Regions from separate parts of the Columba livia genome. Here region 2 is linked to region 1. The links are chromatin contacts, called in public Hi-C maps. All regions are on one chromosome and are shown on one strand. Each heading gives the region's core, a stretch centred on a gene start, on an enhancer-like site or on the middle of the called end of the contact. The rest is flanking DNA. Distances are from core to core; before and after follow the strand shown.

Region 1 (7,854 bases), core at 2,427-4,926:
TGCTCAGATCCAAATAAAGTTCACAGAAGCACAGCATTTTATGTTCTGCAACTTGCAGAATGAGTATATGTAAACGTGAAGAAACTCAAATTTCAAAAAGCAGCTGTCACCCCGGCATGCTTATCAGAGAGATCTCCGGTATAAGTTTCATCGGAAGGGCCAGCAACTCATGGATGAGCCAAAAAAAAAGATACAAAGTGCTCCATACACAGGTCTGTCAACAGATCTCAGCTCCAATCAAGCTACAAAACTCCCACTGAATGTGCTACATTGAACAGCCCACTTCTTGGTAGTCGCAAATCACATATTGCAAACTGATGCTATTTGCCACCCTTTATTGCCAGTCTACAGAGAGGAAAGAAAATCTCTGCCAAGAGAAATTAATTCCCACAATAGCATCCTTTGCTTTAGAGATCACAAAGGACCACTGAGTACTGTCAAATCATCCTCTATGATACCATATTATACTTCTCACCTATTTGTACCACTGACATAAAAGTTTCCCTGTCTTCTGCTCCTGTTTTGGGATGACACAACTGATTTCTACCTATGAGTATGAGGATTGAAACAAACTGACAAACAGGGATACTACACTCTTAAGGGATTAAGGGAGACAAAGAAAGCACGGAGAATGAAAGATAATGAGTGGTGACATAAAAGGAAGAAACTGGGAGGATTTCTGAAAAATGGAACTTCGACGCTCTCCCTCAAACTGCTCGGGAGATGTGGCACGCTGGCTACAGGCAAGGTATGGTCATTTATGGTGCTGTGAGAAGTGTTCCTTCTGTTTATGGAGAGAACATGATAAACCTGGTGTCTTTCACGAGTACTAAGCAAACGCCTTAGTATTCCTTATCTTCTGCCTTACAGTTCCGAACACAATATAAAAGTCATATTCAAGACTGGACATAGTTGTGACATGAACTGGAAAAGGGATGGAGAGAAAGCCCTGCAGTTAAATGACTTGGGACATGTGTAACATTAAACACCACTGCTAAGCAGACAATAACCCCTGACCACTCTCTCCACAAATCTCATCTCAAAGGTTTACTGAAGAGGTTCTTGTGCAAGATTTTTTAGACTGTGTCATGTGACAAGGCAAATAGATGGCAAATCCCTTCAGGGCTTTTTTTTGTTGGGTTTTGGTTCAGTTTGGGGTTTTGTACCACCTGCAGCAGGGTAAACATTCATGTCTCAAAGTGAGAGTAACTACCTTTAATATGGATTCTAAAATAATAATATCTAATGATGTGGCCAAAAGTAAGTTACAACTTACTTACATATCATTATACTAGGGTATATATTTTGTGTTTTCATACCCTTCAAGTCTGAACATCTTCCATATACTTCTTCTTAACAACAGCCTCTAACTAACAGCCTCTAACTACGAGATGCTAAAATCTAAGACACTTCTGAGGGCTGTTATGAAGAAGAATATACCATTGGTCAGGACTTATTCTAGCACTAGTCTTAAAGGACTTGGCAAAAGATCAGTATTTTAAAAGTACATTTCAAATTCTGCTTTGCACCTACAGATGTGGCAGAGATGATTTTTTTTAAATAGGTCAGCAAATGAATTTGGATAGTAAACTTTTTTCAACAAAACTTGATGTTTCACAGAAATAAACTTGATCGAGTTTGTCAGAAGTGCTAGCTAATGGCCAATTATTTTCTTGTATTGCTGCTTACATTGCACACTGTAAACCTTGTTTTCCTGTTTCAGGTCAACTGATTTTAAAGCATTTTATAGTATTCATAAGAAGCAGTATAAATTAACCTTTGATTTTAATCTGTTGTATGTGAAAAATAACTACACAAAATAAAAGTAACAGCTGCTCTTCTTACTTTACTGATGGCTTGTGTCAACTTAATGCAACAGGCTCCTCATAAAGAACCTGCCAACAAGTTTTGAAAGGTGAGATATGGACAGCAGAGTATATGATTTGCACAACACTCACCTGTAATGATACTTGTAACACACTCAGATAACATTCTTGGAATAAAGTGCATATAGTGCTTTTAGTACAGGGATTAGACTGGATTAGACACCTCCAGAGGTGTCTTCCATAACTGGAAGAGTTGTGCTTCACAGTCTCATCTCAAAGTCAGATGGTTTATCCATCACGTCAAATGTTTATCATCCAAGTCCTGCTTTGTGTCCAGTTTCTAAAGGAAAGCTGTTAACAAGACAAAAATCAGCTTACCACCCACCCCAATTGAAACCTCTGCTTGGCAGAACGTGCAGGTAGGCTCCTAAGTTATTTAGGACTCCTGAATGAAAAATTCTTAATGAAGAGCATTAACTATGGGAAGTGGAACTGTTTAAGGAACCTACATGAGAATAAAAAATAAAATTAAATGCTCAGGAGACTTACTAGGGTTTGTGACCCCTCCTGCACTATATACATACGATTTTTACATTGCTCCCTCTCAAACTATTCTCCAACCCTTTCACAGGAAGGAGGCAACCATTGTCAAGACACTGGAAGATTCAGAGTCTTCCCAGAAACGCAAATAACTCCCAACTCTTACTTATATGCTAAAAACAAAAAAATAAAATTAAAAAAATCAATATGGCACTATAAACTTTTAAAGTCATTTTAGTTGCCTAGATCTACCTGAATTTTTGCATTAAATCTCAATGCTACGGATGCAATCACAGGCTGTAACGTGCTTTAAGATACACTGAAAAAAAAAAGTATAGGAGACAGATATTATAATAATTCTGAAAAGAGACAAATAAGCCATAGTACCATACTCCAGGGAGCAATGGCTGGAGAAAAGCCGTTTAACTCCTGCCCTTTTATAATAACACATGACAAAGGTGACACGAGACACCTTAGTGAGCACATGGGTGATGCTTTTCAAGTAGCACGGGTATTTTTCTCTCCAAAGGCTCTACTGCGGATTTACTGTTTCCAAGGCTTTTCAGAACTGTAAGTTACTTCAGGTCGGTAACGGCAGTCAACACACATTATGCAACATCCTTTCATCAAATAAAGTCGTTTTGGAAGAAAACACAATTTAGAAGCTGAATGAATGCACGGGGCTGCTGAGCTCAGAACTCAAAGCAAGGCGTTTTCTTCCTTTCCCTTTCTTTCGCTTTTTAAAATTCGCTTAAACGCATTTTTGTTGGGCAGGTTCCCGCAGTCACTTAAATACAGACGCCTTCGTTCGCCTGTCCATCCTCTAACGATCCCGGGTACCAAGGGTCAGAGATTAGACCTCACCTGGATGCAGAGATTTTTGTTTACAAGCGAAACCGGCATCGGCAGCTAGCAGGGAAAAGGAGGCACAGGAAGGAAAATAAAAAGAGAGCGAGAGAGGAAAAACAGGAGAAATAAATTAATAAATTAAAAGCGGAAAAGAGAAAAGGGGAGAGCTGAAGGGAGGACGCAATTAAAAAAAAAAAAAATAAAAAAAAAGAAAGAGAAGGAGGGCCGGGGAAGAGGAGGCAGGCCGTCAGGAAGACTGCTTAATCCCAGCGTGAGAAGCGAGCTCCAGGAGCCGCGTACCTGGAGTGCTGCCGGCCCCGGACGGGCTCTCCCACCACGGCTCCTCCAGCGTGTCCCCCATGCCGCTACTATCGCTGCCGCCGCCGCCGCCACGCGGGGAGGGCGGGGCGGGGCGGGTCGGTGCGCGCGGCCCGCGCCTGGCCCCGCCCCCGAGCCTGCGCCTGCGCACTGGCCCCGCCCGCCCACACACGGGGGCGGGAGGCAAACGGTGTCCAATGAACATTTTACAAAGTTTTTTTCCTAAGTAATAAAGGTAAGCGTTTAAAATGCATAGGGAGGGTTTGTTGACTTTTTTTTTTTTTGCCAAAAATATAGCCCAAGCGGGGAAAAAGAGGAAAGAAATTAAAAATATTACCCAGTCATAATATTTTTTTAATTGCCTGAGTCTGTTTTGACGCTGTAAAATACTTTCTGGATTAAGATTATTAATATAATCTTTTCTGAGACACAAATATACACGTCAAAACACTGTGTGTTGCCTTTGAATGAAAGTTCTTCACTCTCGAGGCACCGGACCCTGCAGACAGTGAAGCAACCTGTGTGAGGTATTTCACAGGAGCTGTCCTGCTTTAGAGTCCGAGCGTTTGCATGGCGAAGCGCATCCCGCAGCCAGCTGTGGAAGGAAAACAGACAAGTGTAAGAACGTGAATCTATCATAAGGTGGCACTATTATTCCAGAGAGACCACATCTGGAATATTGTGTCCGGTTCTGGGCCCCCCAGTTCAAGAAGGACAGGGAACTGCTGGAGAGGGTCCAGCACAGAGCAACAAAGATGAATAAGGGAGTGGAGCATCTCCCTTGTGAAGGAAGGCTGAGGGAGCTGGGTCTCTTTAGCTTGGAGAAGAGGAGACTGAGGGGTGACCTCATTAGTGTTTATAAATATGTAAAGGGTGAGTGCCATGAGGATGGAGCCAGGCTCTTCTTGGTGACAACCAATGATAGGACAAGGCGCAACGGGTGCAAACTGGAACATAGAAGGTTCCACTTAAATATGAGGGGAAACTTCTTCACGGTGAGAGTGACAGAACACTGGAACAGGCTGCCCAGGGGGGTTGTGGAGTCTCCTACTCTGGAGACATTCAAAACCCATCTGGACACCTTCCTGTGTAACCTCATCTCGGTGTTCCTGCTCCGGCAGGGGGATTGGACTAGATGATCTTTTGAGGTCCCTTCCAATCCCTAACGTTCTGTAATTCTGTGATAAATGACTTACATCATTCTTCTTAACTTTCGTAAACACATACTATTTTTTTGTTTGAGGGTGCAGATGGATGAGGAATGTGCATGATTGAGAGCTTTAGTGTTGTTTGGCCCAGGGTTGCTAATGAACATTGCCAGACGATTCGTAGTCCTTGGAAATCAGGATTCCATGTGAAACTTCCAAATTTTATCTCCAGTTTGCAGAGTATAGCCTGGCAAGCTACTGACTGTAACAGAAGTCGTTTAATAATAAAGCCTGTATATAGCAAAGCAGTTCCCCTTCATGGGAACTGAAAAATACTCAGGTTTTTCGCAGAATGGCTTGCCTCTGGGAAAACCGATTCCCAACGCTTACAGAGAAAGGCACCGGCGGCAGCGCCTTCCCCCGCCACCCAGCCTGGGGCCACACAAAGCGGCCGCAGCAGCCGCGGGTCTCCCGCCAGAGCCCGCGTCAGCGCCTCCCCCCGCGGCGGAGCGCCAGCCGCCGCCTCCCCGGCTGCGCTGAGAGGCGGCTGGGGCTTTGTCAGCCCGACCCGGCCCGCGGCGGGGCAGCTCCTGCCTTCCCGGGGCAGACGCTCAGGTGAACGCCCCTGGGGCGCGGCCCGCCCGGCCTGGCCCTGGCCCCGGCCCCGGCCCCGGCCCCCACTCTGATTCGCAAGCAGAGGCACCGCCCTTCTGCCTTGCCAGGCTTCCGCGCTTTGCGGTGGAAGCCCTCACTTCACGACAGCACGGGAGAGACGAGGAGCAGGGCCGGCTCATGGAGAGGTGGAGCGTCGGGATAAAAAAAAAAACACAACAAAAAACACACATCACCCGACCGCGCTTTACGGCCGACCGAGGAGGCACGTCAACAGCTATGGCGGAAGGGGAAGAGGCGCTGCCGCCGTCGAGCAGCTGGTGAGTTACGGGGGTGTCGGTGCCCTTCTTCCCGCTCCCTCTCCTCCGCAGCGGGGCCGAGGGGGAGCAGCGGAGGGGTCGATGGGGGAGAGGGGCCGTGCCGCTTCTCCCGGCACGTCGCCGCACCCACCGCTCCCGGGATCCGCCGCACTTGGCGTGCGGCTGAGGCTGCCCCGAGCGCCTCGGGAGGGGGTGAGGGCGTCCGTGCTCCCGCCGCCGCGGAGCGCTCGGTGGAGACAGGGGTGGCTGGGGGAGCTCCCTGGGGTGGGGGCGGCCCCTCTCTAGCCCCCCACCCATCCGCCTGCCGGGCCCGGCAGGCCCCAGCGCGGTGGGAGCCCGGGGCAGACGCCGCCGGGTGCTCGGCGGTTCTCGGGTCCCAGAGGAGGAAGCGCCGCTGTCCAATGAAGGGTGAGACGGGGCGGCCTGTGGCCGTGCCCCGCCTGGAGCCAGGCGGTTGCTCCAGTTTCCAAAAGCAGCTGTTAATATGGGGTAGGAGCGGCTCGATGCGTGCACCTGGCTGCCGGGAATGGAGCTGCTTTGTTAGGCTCAGCTTCCCCTTTCTCTGTGTACCTGCTCAAGCACAGGTGACAAAGATAAGTCCTGGCCTGATTTCTGAATGATTTTGCTTGCCACCCTCCTCTGGTGTAGGTAGTACTTATAATAGATTTGACATCGAATCTCTAGGACAAGAGTGGAGACTATGCCTGGAGCGGGTATAGTATCATTTTGATGGTAACAGTGCTGTGATTTTAGTATTTGTTGCATTGCATTCACTTAAGCATTCACTTAAGATTGCAGAGGCTTAAATAAACACTGTGTTTAAAATCTGAAGATATTCTTACTGCACCCCACATTTACATTCCTGTGCATCTTCACTTTGTTTTTCTCTTTGCACTTCTGCATTGCATGTGATTCATTTTATTTCTGTGGTTCTGTGCCAGAGCATTGCTCTTTGTCCTTTCCACGTACACACTTTTCAAACTGTTACCTTACAGATCTGTTTTTTTCATTTCCAGTCTGATGTTTTTGCTTCTAGGCTTTATTTTATGTGGTGAATTCAAAGTTACACATGCAGGTGTAGCTGGTATCTGTTCTTTGTCTAGATTTGTCCTACAAATACAACTCTTGAATAAAACAACTAAATATCATTTGCTAGCAAATTAAAATGAATTGGTGTAGTGTTTTAGCTTTTTTTGCTTTTAGTTTCAGCTTAAAAACGTATAAAGTTATTTCTGTAGGTACAGTGTTGTATAAGCATAATTTCTAAATACAGACCTGACTGTTCAAACATATAATTACAAAGGTAAGGACAGACTGATTGACAGTGCAATCTTGACACTTTGAAATATAACCCTGGACACTGAATAAGAACCATGTTGAAATACCTCTGCAAAAATACTTGACATCTCCTTCATTACTAATGCTGAAAGAATGTTATGGTCTCCTAGATCACAACAAACTGCTAAAATTCCTGGTTAAGAACAAGGCACAAGTGTGGTTGCCAGACATATTTCGAGGCACAGCCTGCATTGTTACCATTCTGACTGGCAGCTTCAAAATGTAACTATAGTAAATTTGATATGCTCATACTACTAGAAAATGCAAACTTGAAGGCATTAATTACAAGAGATTTTGTAAGTTGTTATGGAAAGAGTTAAAGAGGCTTATACTTAAATGCTGCATTAGTATGGCAGAATATGTCCTGTTACTAGAGCTGTATGCTGTAAATAACATAAAGTTGTATTCTTTATTGCTTACTTAGAAATTTCCCATGACTTTTTTTGTTGTTTGGTTTTTTAAAGCAAGTTTCAGTGAAATATTGTCTTTTTCATTTATTGATTTGAACTATTGTGTGCATATCTGAATGCTGTTGAACTGTTGTTGTTTTTCTAATTATAATATGTATCTCTTGTATTAGCTTTTTTGTGTAAGTTACTACACTGTCATAGTTTTTAAGTACATAGGATTGTGCAATAACATCTCATGTTTTAAAAGTGCACAGCTGAAACATAAAATGATGCGTAATGTACACCTGAACTGTGCTGGGAAGAAAATCAGCAATGCTTGTCCTCTATTCAGTTCCTTAGGGGGATTCAAATGCAGATGTAATTTTGTGTTCAGAGACTGACAGCACCTTGAGTATGTAGAATCTAGACATAGTTATTAAAATAAAATGCTCTTTTTATTTTTTCTGTGTCAACCTGACATGCCGTACTGGTGTAAGTGCTTTGAGGAGTGGCA
Region 2 (7,854 bases), core at 1,777-4,276, 250 kb before region 1:
GACAAAGAGAAATCCTATTACTTGCTAAAAAAGAAAGTGGAAGAGTGCTCAATTCATATTTAAGGATTGGTAACTACACTCTAAGGGATTACTTCAGCAGACACTGTTAGGATCTAGTCTTTACCCCAGCCGAGAGTTTTAGTATTTTGGCACAAAATTAAACATACTTTAAATCACCAAATGAAATCTAAAATAAAAATGCCTTATTACTATTTTATTCAAAATGGCACGGCTGGCCATGAACCTGCGCCGACTATCAATATTTGGTGGGGACTGACACTCATCTTCCATAAAAGAAAGTGCACAAAATACTTTTAAAAGTACCCATTAGGTCTTAATTCCTTCAGGTTTTTTGAAAAATACTCTGACTCTCATCAATTATTTGAACTCTTTAGAAAGTTTAGTCCTGTAATTAAAAGGAAAATGTGAGGCAGGCAAATACAAGCCAGATAAATTATTATTAAACTATAATCCCCCATTATTCAGTTAAATAAACTTCTCATCTCAAACATTACTGCAATCTGAAGAATTACAGAATATTTTAACAGCCCCTTCAATACTGAATAACTCTAAAGTGACTCCATAATTTAAATTGCACTGTAATTTTAAGGGATCATTTATGCAGCATTAAGCAGAAGATCTCTCTGGTAGAACAGGAAGCATTTTAACAGCCTCAGCAACATGACCTGGAGGTTTAGGACAGCAAATCAAGGATACTTTTCCCAACTGAAACTGCAGAATGACATTGCTAGACTTGAATTATTTCAAGGACCTTGGGCACTAACAGCATAACCCTTGTAAAAAAGACGACAGAAGTTTACTTATGGTGAGTGGTCAGAGCTTCAGATTTCCTTCTCATTTGAGAGCTTAGCAGTGTAGTAACAACTAATCCCAGGCCATGGGCGAGGGTTTGCTGCTGACTCAGGGACAAGTCACCTCTGCAATCAAACACCATTTCCTTCATCCCCATCTTCTCCTTGGACATCTCTCAGCTAGCGACAGAGGTAGCCTGATCTTTATTAACACACCAAAATGAATAGTAAAGGCAAAAGTTTAAAATTTTGAGTATTTCATGTTTTTAAAAAGTACAAAGAAAATTTAGTCAGGAGCTCCACAAAGCAGAATTACTGTATTTTATCATATAGGGATATAAGTAACAGGAGGTACTAAACGACCTGAGTTGGTTTCTCACATCCACTTACCAACATATCTTCCTTTAGTGTGAAATTAACGGAACAGTGGCATTCCTTATTCCAATTAGAGGTATTTTCACGGAGTTTTGAACACTCTGAGCATTTATCTGAATAATTAATCTGTCAGAGAAGTGAACAAGCAGAGATATTGTAGTAAAGGACACACACACAGGAAAAAGTTAGTGTTTTAGCTGCAAGACTTTTCAGAGCAGTTGTCTTCTAAGTGACTCTGTGCTGCCAAAAACATTGTTAAAATTTGACAGAGAATCACGACTTGGCCTAAATGAACATTCACAAATTTTATCCCCGGTTTAAGGCTGTTTCAGAGCCTTTTGATGACTGTTGCAGAACCTCCACATCTGCTCCTTGGCAAAGGAGTGCTGAGGAAAGAACACTTCTGCAGCTTGGTCTGGCTGACCAAGTAATGTCTGAGCAGTCCCCACACACATCATGGCCCACCCACCGCTCCTGAACAGCCTGGATGTGGCGCTGAGCGTTGCCTCCAACCAGGAGTCTGTTAACACCACCACAGGGCTAACCAACTGTACCTCCAGGAGATATTTGAACATCCGGGCTCCCTGCATTTTAAGATTTTGCCCCAGCAAACATGTATGTTCTTGTAGTACCAAACACTATCAAAGGGGTTAGTTTATTTCCCTACAAAAACCCAGGAAATAGCGACAACATTTCAGGTATTACCAGCCAGTGGCAGTAATTACCATCCATATTTCAGATATTACCATCCAGTTAACCACCCAGTGCTTGCCTTTTTTCGGTGACTAGCTATCGCTGAGGATTTTCACAGAAACACTGTCTGCTGGACCTGAGCCTGAGCCATGAAGCCATCACTACCACCTTTATCTGGAAGCAAAAATTCAAAGCCTTTTCTCTCCAAAAATAGCCCAGTTTCTTCTTCATAGAACACCTAAGAACACCACCCCCAAAGCAAACCTGGAATTCTCTGATGCTGTTTGCGGACAGGATGAGGCAGATTCCGACAGAAAGGCAGAACGCGCCTGTGAGGAAGAAGCTGGAGAGCACGGTCGCAATGGTGAGCTGGGGTTTCCAAGCTGGGAGCCTCTGTTGTTTGAATGCGCTGTTATCCGGACATCTGGAAGGACGTGCCCCTGCTTCTTGTGGAAGACAGCTTGTCTTGTTTTTCATTTTCTTCTTGGTGAGAGGAATGAATAATATACTTGTGCAGGAAAGTCTTTAAGCTGAGATACTGTCCTTACTGTTGGGAGACTGCATTGTTTGTTCAAACCTGCAATATGGCCAGGAATTACTCATTAACTAGATCGATCTCTCTCTTCCTCATTTTCTACATTTATGTTTGGATCTCCTTCATCAGCTTGTACTAATCTAACAATTGTGTACTTTGCTCAGGGCATCCAGCTCATGCCTCCTGGAAAAGCAACTGTCCTGCAACTCAGTAGGATTTGTTACGTCTTATTCATTTGCAACGATACTGCTCAAGATACTGGAATTTCTGTGTAATTTCAGATGTATTATTGTTTCTCGTATTATTGTTTCTCCCTTCACTTCAATAGCTGCCCAGCTAACAGACATGGCATACAATGACAGGAGCTCTACTCCAATTGCACTGGATGCCACTGGAGAGGACTTCAGGTGCTGAGACAGTACCAGACAGAAAACGTTGCTTTGGAAGACCAAATCAATTTTCATAACCTACTACATTCACTGCTATTGATGCAGACACTATTTAAAGTTGTAAAAAAGTTATATGTTTTTTTTATCACAAAATGGAAACTCATTCTCCAAATATCTGATTTGGATCAATGGCTTTCCAAGATGCTGATGTTTTACTCAACCTTTATTCATCTTGTCCTCTGGAAAAAATCCATCCGTTACCTACTATCCACAATGACAAAAGAATCATCCAGTGATCACCTCCTTTTAATTTAAATGGATAAACAGAAGAATATTTTTGGCACACTTCAGAAGTTTAACCAAAATGAAGTCTCAATGCAATAGATAGATAATTTATTATGCAATAGCAAAAAATAACATTTGGCCAGTTCTAGAACAGAGAGGTGAAAAATACCTTTTTGACAAATTACTGAAATTCATACAATATTTTCAAAGACCCTCAAGGGCAAGAACTAGATTACCACTCTCATGAGAGAAATGGATGTCTCCTTTGGAACAGCAGAGAGAGATAACAGAGAACTGAGTTGTACAAAGACTTTCACACCCAAGTTTTCTCATCTTCAGAGTCTTAAAAGTGACATATAGTAAATTGAGCAGGTGAATGCAATGTAACTCTAGTTTCAGTATCACAATGTTCTGCAATAGAAATAATGATAAGACTAAAACCAAAACATTTATTTTATTATTAAAAGGAAACTAAGAAAAAGTTGCAATGTGCATTCTTTCTGTATTGATAGACCTCTGAAAAGCCAAAATTCTTGATTCCATCATCTGTTAATCACTTCCATTGCAGACAAAGTAACAGTAAAATGCAGCTGCAAATGACTTCCTTGTTGCTAAAACATTAAAAGAGTCCCAGCTTCACAGACCCGTCTCTGCACAGCTTTATAATACTCGTCTCCAGTAGGTCAATTGTTTCTTTCTTTATCTGAAGAAAACAAAAATCAAAGCAAGCATCAAAAGTTATTCATAATGCTTTGGCTAAATACCATTATTTATTTACTCAGGCACCTTACTATAGGACTAGAAATTAAATAAGTAGTTCTCATACATGGTCGTGAGCTCCAGAACGTTTCGATTTTGTAAAATATCTAGCATTTGCTCTGCCGTCCTAAAGTACAACTGCGGCTCGTAAAGTCCCACCTAACATGACCCCAGAAAAGCTGTAATCGGCAGGGAGTTGATGAAGTTGCCACAGCAAGAGATCCATCCTGGGCTGCAAAATCCCTACGTGACTTTCCAGAGTATCAACTGGTATGACGCAGTCCACGGGAAGCGCTGCACGGCAACAGCCACAACGCTGTTTGTGTCTGAGACACCTGAATGGAAGCCAGCATGAAGGTCAGGTCTACATGTGCTGTATGCAGCGTACTTTGGTTTATAACACAGATATGCCTGTAGTTTATTACTTATCAAAAGATAAAAGACAAATGTATTTGAGAGTAACTAACTGACAACGTATTTCAGCAGGAACACAAGATTCTCTATCATCATGGTTAGTCCAGAGTCTCCTTATAGCTCTCTCTTCCCACTTACATATGACCTATTTGCAAACTTTCCCTCAGGATTATATCCTTCTGTGCCTCTCTTTTGTACAGGCATAAATCATGTGAGAAAGCCTGGCCAATCTCTATTCCCCACTGTGCTATGTGAGGTGAAAACAGTTGTTTTTCTATCACAAGTCCGTTTCTTAGAAACTTTTTTACTTTCATGATGCCTGAAACTTAAACTTCCTGTATTTTCAAACTTACTCAAAGCTCAGTGTCTGTATTATTTGCAGACAATACAATGTTGTTTTTTGTTGAAAAAACTCGAATCTTACAAACAAGTAATTTGAGGAGTTGAGACAGTTCTGTATTGTCATCAACCTATATACACAAAGCTTTCAAAGCAGGAAGCTTGTCCTTTGGTCAGATCCTAAAGTACAAAATCAATTTTTATTTTAACCTTTATACTTTAGTACAACTCCAGAATCTGATGAACTCATTTACCCCTCCTCTGGCTTCTTTGTAAACTTTCTTTTTATTTCCTTCTCTCCATTGTTTGGGATGAATGAAGTGGGAGACACAAAAACAGAGAAAAAAAATCCAACAGCATTAACTAATGGGATGCTGAGGCAACTGAGAGAGCAGTGAATCAGGGCACCATCCATTATGTGGATATGATGGGATACAGCACTACCATGTATGAAGATTCGTGTGTTTCTAAATTAATATATTTATGAGAATATATCACTGTGTACATAATTCTTCACTGAACATCAGGTGAGTACAACAACAGTAAGTAGAATGGACACGTGTTTCCAGCTGTTCTTGCTTTCTGGTGTAATTGAAATGAAATTTAGCAATGCAGCACCTTAAATATGCAAAGAAATTATCGATAACTGTGATTTTCATTTAAAGTAGGTCAGTATGCATAATTTCTAATTTTAAGGGTACAATTTTGCCTCCACAACTAGTAAGGGATGAAAGAAATTAGTACAACAAACTGCCAACTCTCTAAATGACATTTTTGGTATGATAATTCTTCTCTTCATTGAGAAACCTTATGACTATTCATAGCAACTATTTGACCATTTTTATACAACAGTAAGATCCTCTGCTCACTGAGACTGTATTCTATATTTCAAGCCTGAAAGTTGCCAAAACATTCCATTAGTTTCTACTGTGTTAAGATGCCTTATCTCCAAAACATTATTTGGATATCTTTTGTTTCTGACTTTTCGTATAAATAACTTTCATGAGTCTGTGTGATGTCTGCAGCAGGACAAATAGCTGCAACATGTTCCACTTACATAGCTCAAGATGTCAAAAACCGTTCTGTATGTTGTGTTACCTAAGCCAAATGCAGGTTAGAAGATGTGGGAGGTGTGTCTGACATGCCAGAAGGCTGTGCTGCCATCCAGCGGGACCTGGACAGGCTGGAGAGTTGGGCGGGGAAGAACCTAATGAAATTTAACAAGGGAAAGTGTAGAGTCCTGCATCTGGGCAGGAACAACCCCAGGTTCCAGTATAGGTTGGGAAATTACATATTAGAGAGCAGTGTAGGGGAAAGGGACCTGGGGGTCCTGGTGGACAACAGGATGACCATGAGCCAGCACTGTGCCCTTGTGGCCAGGAAGGCCAATGGCATCCTGGGGTGTATTAGAAGGGGGGTGGTTAGTTGGTCCAGAGAGGTTCTCCTTCCCCTCTACTCCTGGTGAGACCACATCTGGAATATTATGTCCAATTCTGAGCCCTCCAGTTCCAGAAGGACAGGGAACTGCTGGAGAGGGTCCAGCGTAGGGCAACAAAGATGATTAAGGGAGTGGAGCATCTCCCTTATGAGGAAAGGCTGAGGGAGCTGGGTTTCTTTAGTTTGGAGAAGAGGACACTGAGGGGTGACCTCATTAATGTTTATAAATATATAAAGGGTGAGTGCCATGAGGATGGAGCCAGGCTCTTCTCAGTGGCAAACAATGATAGGACAAGGGGTAATGGGATCAAGCTGGAACACAAGAGATTCCACTTAAATTTGAGAAAAAACTTCTTCTCAGTGAGGGTTCCAGAGCACTGGAACAGGCTGCCCAGGGAGGTTGTGGAGTCTCCTTCTCTGGAGACATTCAAAACCCGCCTGGACATGTTCCTGTGTAACCTCACCTAGGTGTTCCTGCTCCAGCAGAGGGATTGGACTAGATGATCTTTTGAGGTCCCTTCCAATCCCAAACATACTGTGATACTGTGATGTTTCTATAATCATATGTTCACTATTCTGTAATCACACATAAATATCTATTAATTATTCTAATACTGTATATGAAGGTGGAACATTCTTACTTACTTGGTTTTAACTTGAACTAAGACTTAACATTTTGATGTTACGATAGCCTTAAGATTTTACCTTAATAAAATACATCTGAGTCTCAATTTTTGGCCTGCATTCCTAGAGAAATACTGTGATGCTACCTACAGTGAGCTGAAAGGGATAGTTCAGGTTTACAATAGCTCCAAATTAAATAATAGCAGCACAATCTTCAGGTTTTTTGAGGTGGATCACCCGTAGTCTACTGTACATATATTTACTTCAGTTGACTTAAAAAAAAATCTATCCCACTGCAACCAGCAGCTTTTGTACTGCTGTGTCTGTGAACTAGTGTTTTCTGTTCTTTTAAGTACAAGCACCATACAAAAAAGCCCTATGGATTTTCCACAAGAGGGAGCCTCCTTGCCTCAAAAAGCAAAGCGGGCTTTGTTGCTACTTCATTTCTGCAATGTATTTTTTTTGCGAGGCGCTTTATCCGAGATTATTAGGAACACCTAATACCTTTGTGTGTATGTGAGACTGTAAAATAGAGCACATACAAATATACAGAGAAATGCAGAGAACAATTAACGACTAATAATTTGTTTCCCTTGTGAAACAGCTTAATGTCTATATGCAAAAAACGTCCTCTTCCCTGGAGATCCTGCATATCGGCCTGCTCTAAATGTGCAAACAAATGGAAACACTGCCAGAAATCGGAAGCTTTATAACAACAACTAATAGAGGAATCTGCCTTTTTCACTCTCTGCTGGTTAGATACCAGCTGATACTCCACAGCATATGGGAAACATGGCTTGTCACAGCAATAAATATGAAAGCTGGATTATAGAATTGAAAAGAATAGTAAATTATCTTAGAAGGAGTCCAATAGTCTACAAATGATGGATGGCTCTACAGAGTTTGTACCCTACTTCTTGCCCCCCAAAAAAACCCCCAAAAATGAAAAAAACAAAAGCTTCTGCAAAGCTTTACTTCGTTTTTGAGGAAACTTTTACACCAAGTCTTCTTACTCAGAGAACTTCCTGGGAACAGGTAAAACAACCATCTGGCGTAAACAGGAGAAGAGAAATTCATACCATAACCATGGAAGTCGCGGCTGTGACTTGCAACAAAAAAGGAAAATCTTGCTCAGAAGGTAATTTTGAGACCTGAGAGCACAGACTTAACAGTCAAATGTTGACTTCTTTGT

Evidence for each region. A called contact is a pair of places that touch in the nucleus more often than the background predicts.
Region 2: a contact with region 1 is called in a Hi-C map of liver, with 4 times the contacts expected there. The contact joins the promoter of LOC102088327 here to the promoter of CMSS1 in region 1. A contact is called at or near these places in 2 of 2 Hi-C or Micro-C datasets (crop and liver).

What each region holds. Positions count from the first base shown.
Region 1 is chr1:72,580,321-72,588,174 of bColLiv1.pat.W.v2, reverse strand. It overlaps CMSS1 (cms1 ribosomal small subunit homolog), which reads right to left and starts at 3,676. Exons shown (of 10, transcript XM_065062430.1): 1 at 3,516-3,676. The coding sequence starts at 3,576. TBC1D23 (TBC1 domain family member 23) reads left to right here and starts at 5,453. Exons shown (of 19, transcript XM_065062290.1): 1 at 5,453-5,613. The coding sequence starts at 5,474. It overlaps FILIP1L (filamin A interacting protein 1 like), which reads left to right. Exons shown (of 6, transcript XM_065062366.1): 6 at 1-1,849.
Region 2 is chr1:72,830,873-72,838,726 of bColLiv1.pat.W.v2, reverse strand. It overlaps LOC102088327 (cell cycle control protein 50C), which reads right to left and starts at 3,026. Exons shown (of 7, transcript XM_005506680.3): 1 at 2,145-3,026; 2 at 1,203-1,313. The coding sequence starts at 2,357. It overlaps CMSS1 (cms1 ribosomal small subunit homolog), which reads right to left. Exons shown (of 10, transcript XM_065062430.1): 10 at 3,181-3,792. The coding sequence ends at 3,709.